Regions from separate parts of the Mus musculus genome. Here regions 2 and 3 are each linked to region 1. The links are chromatin contacts, called in public promoter capture Hi-C maps. All regions are on one chromosome and are shown on one strand. Each heading gives the region's core, a stretch centred on a gene start, on an enhancer-like site or on the middle of the called end of the contact. The rest is flanking DNA. Distances are from core to core; before and after follow the strand shown.

The links. Promoter capture Hi-C pulls out the DNA fragments that hold promoters and counts their contacts.
Region 2: a contact with region 1 is called in a promoter capture Hi-C map of hematopoietic stem and progenitor cells, with 3 times the contacts expected there. The contact joins the promoter of Kcne3 here to the promoter of Olfr520 in region 1. A contact is called at or near these places in 9 of 39 promoter capture datasets (the 3T3-L1 cell line, embryonic stem cells, hematopoietic stem and progenitor cells and 5 more).
Region 3: a promoter capture Hi-C map of liver shows a contact between it and region 1, with 2.8 times the contacts expected there. The contact joins the promoter of Serpinh1 here to the promoter of Olfr520 in region 1. A contact is called at or near these places in 4 of 39 promoter capture datasets (hematopoietic stem and progenitor cells, liver and neutrophils).

The regions. Positions count from the first base shown.
Region 1 is chr7:99,733,090-99,737,398 of GRCm38.p6, reverse strand. It overlaps Olfr520 (olfactory receptor 520), which reads right to left and starts at 2,254. Exons shown (of 1, transcript NM_147063.2): 1 at 1,304-2,254. The coding sequence starts at 2,254. The coding sequence ends at 1,304.
Region 2 is chr7:100,176,389-100,180,697 of GRCm38.p6, reverse strand. Kcne3 (potassium voltage-gated channel, Isk-related subfamily, gene 3) reads right to left here and starts at 2,015. Exons shown (of 4, transcript NM_001360467.1): 1 at 1,932-2,015. Gm51453 (a long non-coding RNA gene) reads left to right here and starts at 2,007. Exons shown (of 3, transcript XR_003946660.1): 1 at 2,007-2,377; 2 at 2,467-2,898; 3 at 3,045-3,314. Gm34821 (predicted gene, 34821) reads left to right here and starts at 4,028. Exons shown (of 4, transcript NR_169134.1): 1 at 4,028-4,130.
Region 3 is chr7:99,351,085-99,355,393 of GRCm38.p6, reverse strand. Serpinh1 (serine (or cysteine) peptidase inhibitor, clade H, member 1) reads left to right here and starts at 2,155. Exons shown (of 5, transcript NM_001111044.1): 1 at 2,155-2,341.

The sequences.
Region 1 (4,309 bases), core at 1,005-3,504:
GAAGCCCTCTTCTGGAGTGTCTGAAGACAGCTACAGTGTACTTACATATAATAAATAAATAAATCTTTAAAAAAAAAAAAAAAAAAAAAAAAAAAGAAATCACGAGGAAGAGAAACCTGGCTTTCGTGCTGTTCTCTCCGCAATTTTGACCACAGTTATAAGAAAAGTGACTAATACAAGTGTAGAGGTTTTGCTCTACCTAAATATGACCACGTAGTTTTTAAACCTTTGGAATAGATTGGTGTGGGGACTTTGAAGAGTTTCGAGATGTGGATTAGAGAAACCATTGTGTGACAGAAGCTAAGCTTAATGGGTGATTTCTGCTCTTCCGCTGAGCTACATCCCCACTCACATGTCTATTCTTTGGTATTGTTTTTTTGATAGGATGTCTTTTTGCCAAGATTTTTTAAATCTTTGCATGTACATGATCTATGTGAATTTTCACGTTTCTCTGTATGGTTGCAGACATGCCCTTGGAGGCAGAGGACAATGGTCCCATGTCAGGCTTCACCTTCCACTTTGACATGGGAGCTTTTGTTTGCTGTGTGTGGCGTGTTCTAGGCTAGCTGGCCTGAGGAATTCGGCTGTCTCTACTTCTCATCTTGCTGTAGAAGCACTGAGACTACAAATGAGGGCTACACATCTGGACTTAGGTGGATTCTGGGGATCCAAACTCAGGCCCTCATGACTGATTGGCAAGTGCTTTAAACACTGGGCCATCTCTCTAGTTTCCAATTTTTAAAATATACTTTGCTTGGCTGCAGTGTGGTGGTGCACGCTTTTAATCACAACACTCAGGAGGCAGAGGCAGGTGGATCTCTGTGAGTTCAAGGCCACCCTGGTCCACAGAGTGAGTTCCAGGACACCCAGGGCTATACAGTGAAGCCCTGTCTCAAAAACAAACAAACAAAAAACCCAGAAATAACAATAAAACCTCACAAAAATACATACACACATACACACACACACACACACACACATTTCTTATACAGATTTTTTCTTTCTTGACTTGCAAATTTTTTTCTTTAGTAAATGTTTTTGAATTATCCAGTAGTGAAAATTTTAGACAAGCTTAGATTCTTATAAAAAATAAAGATTAACATTATCTCTTTCCACAGAGGAAAAGCCATGAACCAAGTTATGAAGATTATTATACAACATTACATTCATTAATTTGGCCATTTTGCAGTCATTACCCGGATTCTACTCCGAGCACTGGACCACTCTGAGTCTTTTTCTCTGAGCTAAACATAGCTAGTTGGAATCCTGGGGCCAGAGTTAGCTGCATTGAGAGGTCAAACATTCACATCATGCCTTTGAGATAAACAATTTTGGTAATGGCCACTTTGACATCTTTGTTCCTCAAAGTGTAGATGAGAGGGTTGAGGATTGGGGTGAGAATTGAATAGACCACATTCCCCATGATGTGGAAGTCCAAGGGCAGGTTAGCTCGGTAAGCCACATAGGCTATGGCAATGGACGAGTAGTAGGTGCCCACCACCAGGAGGTGGGAACTGCAGGTGGAGAAGGCTTTGGAACGCCCTTCCTTGGAGTTGATCCGAAGCACTGACGTCAGGATTCGCACATAGGAGAGGAGCACCAGGAGGAGGGGGAGGAAGGACACCACCATGGCAATACAGAAGCCCATGAGCGTCTGGGGAGTAGTGTCAGAACAAGAGGACTGGACCAGAGCCAGGTGGTCACAGAAGCAGTGGTAGATGTAGGCAATGTCATTATATACCATCTGAGAGGTCTTTACCACTGCTGGGACAGGCAGGAGGAGGGCGGTGATCCAGGCACTGGCTGCCAGTGCAGTGTTTGTCTGTGGGGTCATGTGGACGGGGTAGTGCAGAGGGCGGCAGATAGCCACATAGCGGTCATAGGCCATGACCACCAGGATGAAGGCTTCTGAGCAGGTAAAGCTTTGGAACAGATACATCTGCAATAAGCAGGCAGGGAAACTGAGGAAGCGGTCTCCCAGCAGGAGCAGGGACAGCATCTTCGGGACAGTGGTTGTGGTGAAGAGGATGTCTAGAGCCGAGAGGTTGATTAGGAAGAAGTACATGGGCTTGTGGAGGCTGCGCTCGGCCACCACAGCCACCAGGATCAGGGCGTTCCCCACCAGGATGAGCAGGTAGAACAGAAGGAAAAGAAAGAAGACAGGGAGGTAGAAGGGCTCTGGCAGGGAGGGAATGCCCACCAGGTAGAAGACGGTAGAGCCATCTACTGACCCATTGCAAGTTGTAGCCTCCATAGTGGAACAGAACCTGAGGTCTGGGTCATGGGTGGCTGGAACATCTGAAATCCAGAAAAGAAAAAAAAAAAGAACTCTGTCATAATGATTTCACAATATTTATTGTTAATTAATCTGAAAACAGTTATTTATAACTGACTCCAGAGGAGTGACAGTAGGCTGTGGGATTGGGTCCCACCCTCTGAGCCCCAGATCTGCCAAGTACCAATCATCAGTCTACCAAACTGAAGTTAGCTGACAACCCAAGTGAGGAAAGCAGGCCCAGATCCCAGGCTTTCCTGTGGGAAGGTCAGAGATAAGTGGCTGGTCATTGGATCACTATCACAAAGTGCTTTGGAAAGACAACCCCCCCCTCTACCCCCCAGACCTTATCTCAGACACCACACTACATGACTCAGCTTGTTGGGTCTCTGACATCAAGTTCTTCAGCCTGTGGCCTACTTTGCACACATTCACTGTTCCAGCACACAGCTTTGCAGGGACAGCTTTGTCCTAGGTTCTCGGTAGCATGTTGCAATTCACACACTCATCGGGCCTCCTTCTTTGTGCTCCTCGGCCTGGGACTCTTTTGACTGCATGCAGGCAGAGTATACTGAGCCTCTGCTCCTTAGTAGGATATAGTAGACCGTGGCAGCCCAGCACCCCACCGTCACAACTAGGAAAACCTGGATACGTGACATAAATCATCATTTTGTTGAGATGATGTAGGCTAGCCTGCCTTTGCATTCACCATGTAGCTGAGGCTGATCTTGAACTTCTGATCCTCCAGCCCCAGCTCAACAAGTGTTGAGATTACAGGCATGGACCATCACATTCTAAAAATCAAACTAAGAAGCACAGATGCAGTAAGGTGGAAGGAGTTGGACTTCCCCAGGCTGGGGGACCTTCCAGAGTGAAACTACAATCGCTGGCTTTTTGTTTTGTTTTTGTTTTTGCCTCAGAGTCATCTATTTGATTTGGCGACCATCACAGGCTGGCTTGAACTAGGCAGGGGAACTTGGATGTGAGAGAAAGCAGCAAGCTTTTGTCAATCAAAAGAGGCTTACAAAGTGGATTAGACAGTTAAAGTACTCTGATTGTACAACTAGTCTTTCCCATAAGTCATCTGGATTCTGGGGCTCTGCTAAGGACCTAGGGGGCTGTGCTTCACTAAGATCTCCCAGGAACCCTAGTACTTAAAAGCCCGTGAGAGAGGGCTTGCCTCGCATGTACACTGCTCTTCTCATTTTCCAATAATTTGAAGTTGCGTTGTGTTTATGTGGGAAAGAAGGATGTGGAGGTGGGTGGGAGGGACAGCTAAGGACCTCTCCCATACTCTCCAAAATGAAGCAAATCTCCCTGTCTGTCAGCACTGAGGTGGTAGAGAACCAGAACCCAGGAAAGGTTGGACTCTTACTGCGATTGAAGCAACCAAAAACCTAATTCCAATACCAATTAGCCTGAAGTGCTCAGCACCGGACTCTGCCTGCCTAAGAGAAGTGGGAAGTGTGTCTGGTGAGACATGAGCGTTATCCAAAAGTGTCCAGTGCATCTATAGTTATTAATGTTCAGCCCACAATAAAAGTTATTAGATAGGCAAAGTTGGGAGAATATGGCCAAAGGGGGAAATATACTGATATACAAATGATGTAAGGCTGGGGTATAGCCCCATGGGAGAGCATTCACTTAGCATGTACAAGGCTCTGGATTCAATTCCCAATATTGCAAAACAAAAGGAAGTAAAATGCAATAATAAGTCCATTAATTTAAAAGTCTAGATCCCTAAATGAGTAGATAGGGACATTAGTATGAATGATCATATTTTATAGAGGAAAATGTTTGTGAAATGACTAGAGAATTCCAACAGAAAATTGGTGTTTCTTAGGAAACACCCCAGAACTAAAGTTTCCAAGATTTGGAATCCGAATTTGATGACTACAGACAGGTGTACTTCATATGAACACCAGTAGTCAACCACAGGGTGAGGACAGAGCCTGACCTGCCCGCCCCAACCCTGTCTGTTGTCTTGCTTTCCTTGGGGAGTGTGGAAGCCCAGGTGTCGTGAGAGAAGGGATA
Region 2 (4,309 bases), core at 766-3,265, 440 kb before region 1:
GGGCCATTTGGAATCTGTTTGTGAGTGTCGATGTGGGCCCAGTGTATCCCTGCACATATGCTTGGAGGTTTCAGGGCAGGGGCCTCATGCATTTCTTTATTCTTCAGGCCTGTTTACATAGTGAGCACCAAAAAGAACAAGTGACTCAATCTCTCTCCTATAAGAGAGTACCCTCCCCAACTCATCCCCTAACAGCTTCATGGAATCAGCTTTCAATGTTTTAATAGAAAACCAAAGTAGAAAAGACTCCCAGTTACCCCAAGATAAGCTGCCTTAGATAGAGGGGAGGCCCCTTGAGCAGGTGGCATGGGGCAAGAGAGGGAAATTCTGAGTCTCCTTTGGAAACCCAGACACTTCCCACATCTGATCTGAGCCCGTTTATCCAAAGGGCAAACATTCTTGGCCCCCAGAGAACGGTAAATGGTTTTGCAATGCTCTTCCCTGTGTACCTACCAAAGGTGTGGCCATCCACACCCACAGAAGGCACACAGATAGCCCAAGTCTCAGCCTGTGATCTCGCCTTTCAAGAGTACCTTTCATGATCCTAGTTCTGCCTATGTGACCTTGAATGCTTTTCCTCTGAACCATATCTGTAAGACGGAGGTAATTACCAGTGCCCAGCTCACCTCGTGAGAACTGGGGGAGACAATAGGCGGAGCAGGCATGAGAAAGTTACTGGGAACCCTGCTCACATTGTTCCCATAGCCATCCATGGCTCAGCTCACCTCTGAGAGCAGTCATCCCAAGTGCCTACCTTCTGCTGTGCCCTCTCACAGCCCACAGCCACCAAGGGTCGCCCACCTCCTTTGTGTCCCACCCTTTCTGATGAATCCTGCAGGTCCTTGCCATTTACAAGTGCCTTCCCTGCCCCTACTTGGCCAGTCTGTGTAGCCAAGCATAGGATGGAGGTTCTTGGTCTTGCCTGCCTCCCTCTTAGAAGGTACTTCAAGCTCCCCTGCGTTACAGATAGAAAACATGCCCTGAGGAATTTGAACTGAAGAAAGTTGCTAGTCGGTTTTCATCTTCCGGGAGTCAACAGACTTTAAAGGCAGTTTTTAATGCCTCCAGTTATCGCACCCCTCCATTTGCAATTTACAGAGTGGCTGGAGCCAGAGAGAATGAGTTTATTCGATATCTGTACGTGAAATAAGAGTCCTGGGCTAGGAGTGAGGAAACACTGGTTCTAATTCAATATGGTCCCTGGTGATAAGATTATCCTGGGTCCTCAGTTTCCTCCCATGCAAATTAATAAAGAGAAGGAGGCAGAGATTAGGACTTTGCTTCCCGGGGCTCTAACACACTGGCTGAGACACCTCCCAAACATTCCCCTTTGCCCTAATTGGATTACATGGGGGCAACTGGAGCAGGAGACCCATTTTACAGGAGGTGACCTAAGAAAGCATAAGGCACAAAGCCATGGTTGACCTGCATCAATTTACACTACCTGAAAACTAGAACCCAAGACTCCTGACTTTCAACCTAGAATTGCTACTAACAGCGGAAGATGCTTCAGCCCGTCCCGGGATTTCGGAGGATCTGATCGCCGAGGGCTGGTCACAGTGGAGTAGAATGGGTAGGGCAGTTCTGCAGAGCCCGCAGCTTTGGTAGAGCAAGACTGACTCCTGGAATGTTATTTCCGTGAGTGTCCCGCTGCAGACCTGTGAGTGTCCTCTTATCGGTAGGAGAGGAGGAGCCTTTGCTGCCTGGAGGAAAGCCTGGGAGAGCGCCTTCGGACCACACACGACTTTCCATGCGCAGCGAAACTCTCTAATCCCTATAGTTCCTGGGAATACCTGCTTTTCTCACTAAGGAAGATCCACTCTGTGTTTTAGCAGCACCCCACGTCGGGTCCCCCCTCTGAAGGAAAACACCGAAACCCTGCACGTCTTGCCCGGACTATGGATAGCTTTTCCAACCCTGTAGCGCCTTACCCGCCTCTACGATCTGTCTCCGGTGAACACTGCAATAATGCCCAGATGCGCTCAGTGCTCTCAGATCTCTGCACGCCTACTGGCTCTGGCTCCCTTTTCCTTCCCAGGGTGTCCCTCCTCTGGCCCCGCCCTGCCTTAGCACTCCAGCTTCAGCGTTGGCTGTCTTGGGGCGCCTCCGCCCAGCTCCTTAGCCTTAACCGGGTGCGGTTGCGGGGAACCACCTGCTTCCTGGATCCCAGACAGAATTTTTCTCGTCTGTGTCTCCTTTAAGTCTCAGCCAACCTAGCGAAAAGCTGATTTCCAAACACCCAGACCAAGCGCTAGGTTTTGGTGGAGTCGGGCTTGGTACCTGTGTAGCTGTGTGGCACTGGGCAGCTCCTCTCTGGGGCCTTGGTTTCCTGTCTATGGGTACCACCATTCCTGCACTCGCTCTTCACAGGGTTACGGTAAGATTAGAAGTGTTTTCAGAATCCAAAATACTAAAACCGGAATAGCCAAAGAAAACATCTGATTCTAAGACATACCCTGTTTTCAGTTTGCAGACGCCCAAATTGGGGAGGTGATTCTACACTCAGCAAGCAAGTCAGCGCAGAGCTCGGTCAGAGCTTGGTCTCAGAATCCACGTACTCTAGCAGGCATCTCCCCCCTCAGTAGTCTGTGTCACATGCCCGGTCTCAACTTGTATCCACTCACTTCTTAACTGGTGTCTGTCCCAGAACACTTGTTTTCCAGCCACTGGGTCCACATCCAAATTGTTTCTGATGATATTAAAAATTGTTTCTGTTGATATAGAAGAGACGCTGATAAGTGTCATTTTCCTGTTGATGACAGAAATAGGGATCTGCCTCTCAGGGACTCTGTAGCAACCACTTATCCAAGCTCTCTTCACTAGCGGAGGTCACACAACGAACACACTCAGATGAGCTCCCTCACAATTCTCGCAAAGATCTACTGCAGTATTTCCAAGGTGAGTAATTTCCATCACAGAATATTAGGATATGATTACCTAATACGTGCTTAGGGAAAAACAAGATTGCCACGTGGTGGGCTTTTTGTGCATAATTGCTAATCTCCTTCAGAACACATCCTTGTTGTGTTGTTTCTGTGTGGCAGGTTTCTATCCAGCCGTTCCTCCCTAAGCTGGACACCACCTCTGAGAGCCGTCATCCCGATTACCCCAGTATGCGCTGCTCCAGTCTGCACACCGAGGGCGGTGGGCTCCTCCTGGGAGGTTTGGATTCAAAAGACCCAGAGTGGGGCCCAGAAATCAGCATTCAGAGTTTTGCCTCTGTAGATGTCTGTGCACCGCTTACATGCCAGGTGCCCTCAAGGCCAGTCTTAAGCACCATTGGGAGACTGGGAATCTCGTTTCTCTTTTCTTTTTTTCTTTGTTTGTTTATGTGATTTTTGAGACAGGGTTTCTCTGTATAGCCCTGGCTGTTCTGAAACTCACTCTGTAGACCCAGCTAGCCTCAAACTCCCAGAGCTCTGCCTACCTCTGCCTGCTCAGCACTGGGATTAAAGATGTGCCCTGCCTCCCCCTGACAAAACTCCTAGGCACACAACAAACAAGAACAATGACAAAACTCAACAGGGGTAGAGTGATGGTTCAGCAGCTAAGAGCACCTGCTGCGTTTGCGGGGGACCCTGTTAGGTTTCCAGTACCCATCTAGGATCTCACAACCATCTGTGACTCCAGTTTTAGGGGATCTAATGCCCTCTCCTGACCTCCACTGGTAGCAGGCACACATGTGGGGTAATAGGCCATACAGCTGGGCAAAATAATCATAGACATTAAATAAAACAATTAAATCTGAAAAAAAATTAAAACTAGCCTTGTCAGGTGGTGGTGACCCACTCAGGAGGCAGAAGTAGGCAGATCTCTGAGTTCAAGACCAACCTGTTCTACAGAGGGAGTTCCAGGACAGGCAAGGCTATATAGAAAAACCTGAGAGAGAGAGAGAGAGAGAGAGAGAGACTTGCCTTGGTTCAGTCAAGGTCCTCCCTCTTTTCCTAGTTTGGGAAGAACTTTGCATTCTTGACATAGGGGAGCAACAACTGTCCCTGTCAGGAGTGCTCTGAGGACACAGACGATCTGTTCCAATAATGCTTTAGAATCAGAAACTCTGATTCATACCACCTTAGAGTTCTAGAATCATTCGGCACAGAACCTAAGCAAGAAGGACTTACAGCTCTCTGGTCAGTTCCCCTCCAGGCGAATCCTCTGTAGTTCACGTTGCCACAAGGCTGTCCAGCTTCACCAATGACATGGTGGAAGCTCATTGTCTCAAAAACAGGAAGTGGCCCCTGTTGTCAGGACATCTATCTTCACATCTCAACTGCCTCCTTCTGCCCTTCAGTCTCTGCTCCCACTGGGA
Region 3 (4,309 bases), core at 906-3,405, 380 kb after region 1:
GGGATCTGGATTTGTCTAACACAGGGAGCCTCAGTTTACCCTCTGCAAAACAGGAAAGTCATAGTTCTCTTAGCATCCCCTCCCAGTGCTAGCCCGGATGCTTTCAATGGAGGCCTGGATGCTGGCAGATGGGAGAGCAGAGCGAAGTGGGGGTGGGGCTGTAAGGGATTTTTACACTAGACCTGTGGATAACCCAGCAAACCTCCACACCACCACCACCCCCAGCTTGGATGCACACTGCTCCTTCAGCTCACAGCCTACCAACTGAATTCCAGAAGACCCCAAGAGCCAAGACGAGGATGATAATAGAAAGGGGGTCTGGAATCTAGGTGGAATCCTTTCCTAGCAAAGATTTATTCACATAAGCAGTACATAGAGGATGCAGGAGGACGGGAAGGAGAATCAGCCACCACAAAGATGGATACCGCCCTCCTTTTGCCTACAAAGTTTGCTCAAGATCAGATCTGTTCTACAAAACAATAGCGGCTGCCAGGTCACTGTTCTTAGAGAGAGGCAGGCCCTTGCCTTTGGGGGACATTCATAAGGATACTAAGTTTGCAGATAGGGACGAAGTCCTAAGCGTTTACCTTAGGTTTACCTTGACCCAGTGTCTCCAGCATCCTGGGCCATCAGGCATGTGACGCTAGGCCTGGTACCATGATTTTTTTTTTCTTCTTCTCAAGACCTTTGACTCTGAGATCCTACCAAGCTAAGATTCCTTCACGAAGTTCAAAGACGTTGTGGGGCTTCTGAATGATATTATCATCTGTGGCAGTCACTTGCAAATCCGTATACTCTCTGATCCTTTGATTGGGGTCTAAGTCTATTAGGATCTAATATTTCCCTCAGCCCGAAGTGGGGAAGGCTGGGGGTCCATTCCCTCCCCCACTGTTCTCTATAACTGCAGAGAACTCATCTTTTGGGATGCTGAGTGCAAGGATACATCTGTTCCACAGGCTCTGCATCTGGGAGAAAGAAAATACTTATGAGTCTGTTGATTGAATGTGAGTGAATGCATACAGGGTCTCTCTGGGGCTGGGGCTGGGGCTCAGTGGCAGGATGCTTTCTTTCCTGGTTTTCCTGAGGATCTGGGTTCCAGCCCCAGTGCACTGAAAAGAGGGGGAAAAGCCTCTCACTCCACCTCCTCTCTAGTGATGTCCATCTGTTGTCTGTCATTCCACTATCAGAAGATAGGAGGATCCTAAAACAACAGGCCTCACCTACTGAATTCCCCACTAGCTGCACACACCCCTCACAAAGGAGGTCCTGAAGGCAGGGACTTTGCCCAGTTGTGCAGATTTGTGCATGACACTAGAATAGTAAAGAATACTATCAGTTAACTCAGGGCTCAAGAAGCTATCTCAGTGTAAGAGGTGGGGTGGGGCGGGAGAGCCTGAGATAGTGAGACCCTGAGCCCCAAGAGGCAATGGAGATAGGGAGGGAGGGAAGGAGATAGCAGGGATGACCCATTTGAGACGGAGAAAGGGGCAGTTAGGACTTAACATCAACCAAGGGTACTGGCCCAGAAGGAAAGTCACACAATGCTGTATTTAATTCATCCAGGATGTTCCCTGCTGTATACTACTTCATGTCCAGTGGAACCACCTAGGTGTCTGTCTGAAATCAGTTCAAGACTTGGTTGCCAGGGTGAGGGTCCAGCTAGAATTCTCAGGGCCTCTCCTCCCCAGGGATGTTTCAAGGGTGAACCCTGGTTTGGAGAGGGACCCCTGCCTCTGACTTTTTCCTAAGGCAAAGGAGAGGGCCCCTGACTAAGGAGTAGCATCAGGGGTCCCTGATTAAAGCTTGATAACAGTAGGCAATGGATCTACTGGGGCAGAGCAGGGTCATGTGGGGCAGAAGGGATATGTGATCAGAGCAGGCTTGTGTGGGCAACCCCGAGAAGACGACAACTCCAGTCCCCGAGCGCAGGACTTTGGAGCCTGTCTGCCTTCAGTTCACTCTCGAGTCTAAACCCTGCTTTTCCACGTCCAGGACCGCGGAATCCCAAGAATGCCCTGGCTCCCAAGGTCTAGCTGGTGCGGGAGGAGAGTCCCCTCTACCTAGTAGGGCGAGGGGGCAGTAGGACCCAGGGGCTGGGAGAGAGCCCGCAGGCACAGGGGCGGGAGCCAGGGTGGTTTGGGGGAGGTCTTTGGCTTTTTTTCTCCTCTCCGAGCCACGGCGCCCTCCGGAAGCGTTTCCAACTTTCCAGAAGTTTCTTGGGACAGGCAGGAGGGGGTGGGGCCAGCCATATATAGATCCAGGGCCCGGGGCAGTGAGCTGAGCAGAGCCTGTCTGAGGAGCGATTGCCCTGTCGGTCCCGGAGCAGCCCAGCCCGGCCCAGGTGAGGGGCGGGAGCGGCCGGGCGATTTGGGGTTGCGCATTGGCCAAGGGGGAACGGATCGCTCCAAAGCTTGGGGTCCTGACACAGGTGGGCAGTGAAAGATCGGACTTGGAACTGTCACTTGCCTGGGTTCCCTGGAGCTGCGGTCTAGTACGCGGACTGCCTGGTAAAGTACGGAGAAGTCTCAGCTCGGGGAAGGTTAAAGGTGGTGAGAGGGAATGCGTAGAGCTGGGACTAAATGCTGGTGACCTTCTGCACAACTGAGAGGGGAGGGGAAAGACCTGACTGTCCCATCGTCCACGGGGAAGGGCCAGCTCTGCAGTCCCTAACTCAGGAGTGGAGGCCCAGGGACCCGCAGTGATTGATCCCAGACCAACCTCCCCACAGGCTGTGTAGGGGCCTCTGAACCTAGCACAAGAGGTGTAGACTTGGTGTCTCATCTCTAGCTGTTAAGGACCCCCTTGCTTTGGGGAGCAGTCGCTTTTTAATCAGTATCCTATGTGGAAGGTGGCCGGACTTGACCAATTAGTTCTGCTTTCACCTCACCCGAAAGGGGTGTCGTCAGGGTCCACAGGCCCTGGGTGACTTGAGTCACCCTGGTCCTTCCGTCCACCCATCTGGTTCCTGCAGGGCGAGGACTTCCTCTGAGGCTTTGAGGTATCCTGCCTCCAGCTTGGGGGACATTCCTGAGCCTCCAGACGAAAGGAAGAAGGCATCCATTCCCTGTATGGTCTAACGGCCTAGCTATCAACTTCCTGTGCTTCCTTCTGGGCCCTTTGGCATCCAGGGCACGCATGGAGGCCCTTGGAAAACTGGGGGCTTTGGTTGCCTGGAAGTAAGGCCGAGGCCACACCCTACTCTCTGATAGTTCTGTACCCATCCCCCATTTCCGTCTGGTCCTTTGTCTCTCTCCGAGGATTCCCTGCCGAGGTGTTTTTGTAGTGGGTTGCTGTGTAACAGGACTCCACAGTGGTCGGCCTGGGAGCTTTGCTGAAGGCAGAGCCCCCGGGAGAAAGCCTGACCTGCTTGAGCCGAAGAGGCCCAAGCTGGGCCCTGGTTTCTGCCTCTGCAAAAGAGGTCATCCACCTCCTTACTCCGGGTACCCACTGGGGACTGGGCCCGACCGGCCTCTGCTCCCCACGTCTCTAGGGGTTCCCATTTCTTCACTCTTCTGTTTTCTTTCAGAATGAAAAAGGCAGGCAATGATCTCCCTCTGAGGCCCTTTCAAGGTACTTTAGACCCACCAAGTGTCTGAGAAACCCCCTGGTGCTCCTCCCTGCCTCCTGGCATCTGCTCCCCTTACAGGCTTCCCATCACAGGCTCCCTGGCCCAGTGGTGGACACGGCCTTTGGCTCTGTGATATCTTATATTTTTTTGGTTTTGTTTTGATGGTACTGTAAAATGTCTAACCTTGGCCGGAGGGCTGGCGTTTCCCTGTGGCAGATGGGCTGGGCTTGCCTGTGCAGATGGGCTGCGGGAGGTTGGCTTGCTTGCAGAGACTTGCCTACTTTCATCCCTAATGCTGGGCTTAACGGGGTGGCCCTTCTCCCCAGCCCTGCCTGCCCCCTCAGATTTTTGAGGCACAGTTGTAAAACTAAAACCCCTGAGGCTCCTGGATTCCCCCGGCAAATCCTCCTCACCCCAGGTTCCCAAGCCAGGCCTCCAGGTTCTTACCCTCGGCTGGCCTATGGAGATAAAGCAGCTTTTGCCTGCCACGTCACCAGGGGCCTTGCGGCTGCCAGAGGAATCCCTAACTAGTCATTTGGAGCTTTTTGGAGAAGCCCCTCCCAGCCCCTGGTTGGCTGAGCGTGGGGGCTGTCAAGATGGTGGGTGCCACGTGGCAGGGTTAGGTTTCCCTTCCTTAGGCAGGCTGGTGGCCTCTGCTGGATTAGTGGTCCTTTGAGGAGGGTGGCCACGTGCCTGTTGATATGATATTTCCCATCATGGATCATTTCACTGCTTCACTCT